Linked DNA regions of Mus musculus: region 2 is linked to region 1. A link is a contact called in public Micro-C data. All regions are on one chromosome and are shown on one strand. The core of a region is the stretch at or near the end of the contact, and the rest is flanking DNA. Distances in the headings are between cores, read along the strand shown. Region 1 overlaps Zzef1 (zinc finger, ZZ-type with EF hand domain 1). Region 2 overlaps Itgae (integrin alpha E, epithelial-associated).

Evidence for each region. A called contact is a pair of places that touch in the nucleus more often than the background predicts.
Region 2: a contact with region 1 is called in a Micro-C map of the G1E-ER4 cell line, with 2.9 times the contacts expected there. The contact joins two enhancer-like sites. A contact is called at or near these places in 19 of 484 Hi-C or Micro-C datasets (the G1E-ER4 cell line, the HL-1 cell line, cortical neurons and 3 more), 1 of 115 datasets of contacts at active chromatin or transcription factors (bone marrow-derived dendritic cells) and 3 of 9 other capture datasets (embryonic stem cells, liver and pancreatic islet).

What each region holds. Positions count from the first base shown.
Region 1 is chr11:72,923,124-72,926,219 of GRCm38.p6, reverse strand. It overlaps Zzef1 (zinc finger, ZZ-type with EF hand domain 1), which reads right to left. Exons shown (of 55, transcript NM_001045536.2): 54 at 3,039-3,096; 55 at 1-1,583. The coding sequence ends at 1,503. Among named protein-coding and RNA genes, the nearest start is that of Gm34704, 16 kb to the left of the region's middle. Within about 2 kb of position 1,634, at least 39 of the 459 cell types and tissues checked have an H3K27ac peak or open chromatin away from gene starts, as enhancers often do. A contact at or near this core is called in the G1E-ER4 cell line, where this site is marked.
Region 2 is chr11:73,107,582-73,110,677 of GRCm38.p6, reverse strand. Itgae (integrin alpha E, epithelial-associated) reads right to left here. Exons shown (of 31, transcript NM_008399.3): 3 at 75-172. Among named protein-coding and RNA genes, the nearest start is that of Itgae, 19 kb to the right of the region's middle. Within about 2 kb of position 1,612, at least 63 of the 459 cell types and tissues checked have an H3K27ac peak or open chromatin away from gene starts, as enhancers often do. A contact at or near this core is called in the G1E-ER4 cell line, where this site is marked.

The DNA.
Region 1 (3,096 bases), core at 385-2,884:
GTGCTTTGGCAAAGAGCAAAAGGTGAGAAAGAGGTTCCTCTGGGCCAGCAGACACCATGTCCAATACCATGGGACCTGGACCAAGTTCCCTCTGATGTCAGGGTGGTGGACCATAGGTCACTCCATTTGTTTCTGCTTTTATAACCCATCCCCTCCCATTCTGTGGCCACTTTTCCTGTGTGCTGGGGTTCATCAGATAACCTAATTCTATGACTGGGCAGGAAGTGGTGCCAGAAGGCATAGCACCTTTGCACAAGATGCTCCCACACCTGCAGGTTCAGGTTCTGCCAATGCAGTCCTTTGCCAACTCCCAGAAGAGTCTTCAGAGGCCAAAGGGGCAAGCTTGGTCACAGCAAAAGCCAGCCAAATGTGGCCCTGGCTCTTAGGAGCCTTTTTTTTTTTTTTTTTTATTTGCATTCTGCCTGTGAGGTGGGATATGCCTCTGGCCAGATGCCTGCCCTTCAACAGCAGGTGCCTCAGGATTCTTCCTGAAAGTCCACGGCCTGCTGCTGACCCAGCATCCTACTCTGTGGCTCTGGGGAAAAAGGTCATCAGCACACAGGGCAATGCTAAAACCATAGAAGGAAATACGCAAAAGCTTCACTAAAACTAACGTAGTTATTGCTAGGCAGGGGATGGCCAAACAACCAGGCAGGAGGTTCAAGGTCGTAGGCTGCTGATCACCATGACCTTGGAGCAGAAGTATAATCAGGTGTGTCCTGACTCCTGAACAAAGGCTCCTCTGAGGGCACTGCCTGCACTGCAGGTGCTGGAGAGCCCCTCCATTTCTGTCACTTCCACACATGCCAGTTTGCCCCTAGGCATTCCCTAGGGGACCTCTCAGGGAGTCGATGTGGTTCTCTTCTAAAACCATGAGGGGAAATGAAAACTAAAACAATGAAGGAACAAAGATGTGTGCGGGGAGCTGCTGCACAGTGACAAGCAAAGCCTGCCAGCTGCTCCCAGGGACACCTGCTCTCACTGTGAGTTGGCCAGCTAAGCTGTGGCAAGAAGATTGCTTGGGAACTGGAGGTGGCTGGGAGGTGCTCATGTTGGTTATGGGCTGGTGTCCCAACTGGGCCACTGCTGCTGCAAGCTGCAAGTCTTACTGCAAAGGTAGCTCTGGGTGGATGGTGCCTTCTCCTGATGGCAAGCCTAGGCAGCTCCCACTCAGTGGAGACAGAATCCTTTCAGAGACGGCTTCCAGGTCTTCAGTGCTGTGACTCCCCTGGAGGAGACTGGCCTCTAGTCTCTATTCTCTGAATAACTTTCCCAAGGCCTCTTGATGCTCTTTCTGAGCCACTCTACACTGCTGTGCCTTTTTGGACATGTGGCGCCTGCAGTGGGCCTTTTTGATGAGGCGGCTGCTTGGCCAGATGGGAGCAGGGGGTGGGCTCAAAGAGAGCTGGGTGCAGAGGCTTCAGGGGTTTCCTGAGCAAGGTTGGAGGTCTGCTATAAACCCCTGTAGACAAATGATCAAGTCCATGCATATCACACTGAGGCTAACACTCAACATTCCAGAGGCGGGTGGCCTTGTTTGGGTAGTTGATGGCCAGGCTGATAGCAGCAATGTTCTGCAGAGCCTATGGAGGGAAAGAGCAGTTATCAATATCAAGAGCCACTGACTTCCTCATCCTTGAGTCTAAGTTCCTCAGCTGGAGGGTGATAAGGTGAGCCAGAGGTAGTCCCCCTTACCCAGTGGCTCACAAGTAGAATGAGAAAGAAAACAAAACCAAAGCCCACAGGAAAACCCTGGGTAAGTAATAAAACAACCATGGCCATGGTGTGGTAGCAGTCTAGTTGCTGAAGCAGGGGTCTGGGAAAGCCATAGAAAGGAACAGAAGGGGAGCACAAAGGTTCACACAAGAGGTGAACAGCTAGTGCTAGAGAAGTACCCATGGGGAGCTCAGAACACTGCGGGGAAAGCAGCTGTCCCAGAAGGACATGGCTAGAAGGCAGAACTTCAGGGAAGAGACTGGCAAGCTGTGGGGAGGGCCACAGGGGAAGGGGGATGAGATATGCATGGGCAAGCATGAGGGCCAGTCAAGCCCATGGAGAGAAAGCTGGTGCTCACCACACATCAAAATCTCTTATAGCACATCAAGAAAGCAAGGGCCGTAGTAGCCAGTGCAGCTGGCTGCTAAGAGACCTCAGCAGCCCCACCTGCTCTTTCCCCTGCTTTAGTAGGGGAGCCCCAGTTCCGAGCAAAACACTTCTAACCTTCCACATAGAGCCTTCCTTGAAGGATTAGGCTCTGGGAAGAGTCCCAGGTGGATGCCTAGCTGAGAAACGTTCTATGAGCGCTGGAGATCCCCCAGCTGTCTGTCTGCTATAGTAGAGCACAACACTTCTTTCTCCAGGATGAGTACAGGGCAGATGAGTACAAGAGTCCAGCTTTTGTTGACCCAGACATTAAAGAAGTCTGCAAAAATGGAGCCAGGGCCGCCATCCTCAATATTATTTTGTTTTGAAGAGATTTTTCCCAAAACACATTAACATGAAATGTGTTTACTGTCTTAAAGATTGAATTGATACATAAATGTTTAATTACTGTTCTAATTTAGACACTTAAGTCTAACCTCTAATGATGCACACTGATGTATACAGGGTTTCTTGGGTCCTCTATCATTTAGAAGCACAGCTGTCAGAAGAGGAGTTTTCTAGCCAGGGAAGCAAAGTACATCCAAAAAAATCCAAAAATATCTAGAATCTAAATCTGTGGAAACTTCCAAGATCGGCCAATGAGTAGTTAAGTGAAGGCACTGGCTGTTTTGGTTTCAGAGACCAGATTCTTGCTAGTGTCTTCTGACCCCACAGTTTAATATGAGTGACAGTGATAAATGAGGCTCCCTGCTCTTTCTGAGAGCAGGAGGAAGTGACTGAACAGCAGCTGAGCTCCATGTAAACTCTGGCAGGGTCTGGACCTGTCATGCAACTCTAAGTCACAGCCCCACCCCCAGTTCCGGCAAGTGAGGGGGTGTTATCTGTCACAGGAACATGACCCACAGGCTAACTCTTGGAAGACAGGGAGGAGGTACCTGTGCTGCACATCGGAGAAGGTGGTCCTCGGTGGTTAAGGCCAGCAGGTACTCCTGA
Region 2 (3,096 bases), core at 363-2,862, 180 kb before region 1:
AGTTTGAGCTGAGATTATGTGAGGCTACTAAAAGGTATCCTGGGGAGCACGCTGTGGAGGTGGGGTTGGCTTACCCACTGGCTGGCAAGCAATTTCATCTGGACTGATGGATATAGCGCATCGATACAGGGCGGCTGTATTCCTGTTGGAGCTGCGTCTGGCTACCAGGAGGCTAAGCGGATGAGGAGACAGCAAAGATAAGCTGGCTAACATCTCCTTTCACCTCCTTGCCTGTCCAGGCCCAGTCTTCCTATTCCTGCCTGAAGAAGAGGCCCAGACCTGGGTATGACAAACAGCTTTCTAGCCCAGGCCAGCAGACTCAGCATTACTGGGAAAGCACTTAGTGAGCCTCTACTTCTACATGGCTCCAAGTAGTTCAATGTAACCCCTGTCTGCCTGCCTAACTGTTTGGAGCACTAGAAAAGACTCCTGTCCTGTGGAATGGAAGGGGGAAACCAGGAAGTCACAGGCCAGAATGCCAGTCCCTTGAAGGGCAAAGCTGACTGGAACATATTGCTCATCTGACCTTAGCATTTCCTGACTAGGAAGTAGAGGTTTGGGGAGCTGATGAAGGCAGCTTGAGGAGATGTCAATCCTGCTGTGAAGTTCTTGTCTCCCAGAGGACAGGGTCAGCTTAAACAGTCCCTATTACACTGCTCCGTGGGGCCTGGGACTTGGCTGGCCTGAGACTCAGGGTGACTGCGCATCCATGACTGGAGTTGCGAGCATAGTGGGAGGGAAGGGGATCCAGAGACTGGTAATTGTGAGCCAAGTCCCAGGCCTTCGTGGTGACAGGAGGCTATGGAGGGCTTTGTCAAGGGGAAGCACATGATTAGTCTGTGCTTTTGAAAGGCCATGGTGTGGCTCTGGAGGCCTAGGAGACAAGATAACACAGGAGGAGGGGCAGGGTTTCTCTGTGTAGCCCTGGCTGTTCTGGAACTTACTTTGTAGACCAGGCTGGCCTCAAACTCAGTAATCTGCCTGCCTCTGCCTCCCAAGTGCTGGGATTAAAGGCGTGCCCAATCTCTACCTCTCCAGCGTGCCCTGCTCACTCAGAGAAAGACCTGCAATGTATGCTGTGGCCTTTAACAACTTTACGTCCTGGTCCTTTCCCCCTCAGGCTCACTTGCCAGCTGTCCTTTCTGCCTGGAAGCCTGGCCTTCCACTCCCTAAAACTGGTTCATCCTCATCTCCGTACTCTGCGCAACCGCCACCCACGCCTGCTGCTTTCTCCAAGGGGCCCCCGCCACCCACACCTGCTGCTGTCTCCAAGGGGCCCCACCTCACACTCTAGTTACCCTGCTCTGACGTTTCCCATCTCAGAACTTGTCACCACCAGACCGTAGCTTGCTTCCTGATTTCCCTATGTTATCATCCATCTCCTCCACCAAGCAGTTCCCCAATAGCCTTGTCTTCCTTGTTTATCACACAATTACGGAGGCTTAGAACAGTGTAAGGGCTTGGTAAACACTTGTTGAATGACTTGCATGGTTGTACAGGCAACGGCTGAGGGGTTGATCTGGGGCATTGGGCAGAGGGGTAGGTGTCCGAGTCCCCAAGTTAGGTCACTGTTCCGTAACTCTGCCTCCCTCCCCAGGCTATCTTGGCCCAGGCCCAGTCCCTTTCCTCCTGTTCCCAATGGTAGATTAGCTCATAACTGTTCCTTCCCAGAGCACGTAGAACAGCCCTTTGCTCACCCTGTTTCTTCCTGTGGTGCCTTTTCCTCCCTTCTCCTGCAGAGCAGCCTTCCCAGGTACCAGCTCAAATCCTCCAGTCGCCCTAACTACTGCATTCCCACTCCCATGCCTGATCTTTGTTTCTATCTTGGTTCTGAGCTCTGGAGAGGCCACCACATGCAGCTGTGCAGACTGCACACTGCAGATCCCCAAGACGGTCACCCGTAATGTGCAATCCTGTGGCCTAAGGCCCAGTCTGTGTTGCTCCCAACCCTTTTATGACTGGCAACCTCCAGGTCTGCTGACTTAGTGACTAGCAAACCAGCTAGCCACAGACTGACAGACCAGTTATGCCAGAGGCTGCCATTGGCTGCCATCCCCAGGTTCTGGGATCTGCTCTGGACTGGGTACATCTCCAGGACGTCTCATCCACCTCCTGCCTTCTCCCAGCTGGCAGTCTTACTCCATAATTCAGAAAGTACGGGAATTGTGAGGGGCATAGTACTCTCACCCTGGATGTGAGAGCGGCTATCAGCCTGTTCCTTTCTCTATGGTGAGCTGGGCCAATCAGTTGGTGCATTTCCTGCCCCCTGCAGCAGGCTCAGAAACCCAGAACTGTCTCCACCACTTCCTCCTGCTGACAGTGCAAACCCCCAAGCCCCTCTGCCTTAGCAGGTATTCAGGGAGCCCCACTAGGTTCCCCATCTCTTGACAGCTCCCAGCACCCTATTCATTGAGAGCTTTAAACACAAATACCCCCCCATCTACTTTGACCCTTGGGCCTCTAAGGGAGGGGACAGTAAGATTGTGAGCCTAGGGCTGGTAAGGGACCCACTGGGGTAGTGGTAAAAGATGATGAGGCAGGAAATGGCCACAGATAACTTGACTAAAATCCGTTTATGTAGTGAAAACAACTTGGAAAACAAAATGCAAACTCAACCTCCCTTTATAAACCTGATCAAATAAATCACCCTGGCTGTGGAGTAGAAGTACCAGGGGGATTGGCCCCATGCTCACCATCAGAGCAGTTGTCACCACGAAAAACTCCAGCCTCAGACGGTACCACTAATGGGGCTGGAGGACTTACTGCTGTTTGAGGATTGTGTTGTAACATTTATATCGAGTTAAAAAACCAGGCAGAGGGACTGAAGAGATGGCTCAACGGTTAAAAGCACTAACTGTTCTTCCAGAGGTCCTGAGTTCAATTCCCAGCAACAACATGGTGGCTCACAACCATCTGTAATGGGATCTGATGTCCCCTTCTCACCAGAAGACAGCTATAGTGTACTCATATACATGAAATAAATAAATAAATCTTTGAGAGAGAGAGAGAGAAAGAGAGAGAGAACAGGCAGAGGGGAGCTAGAGAGATGGTTCAGCAGTTAAGAGCACTGACTGCTCTTCCAGAGATCCTGAGTTC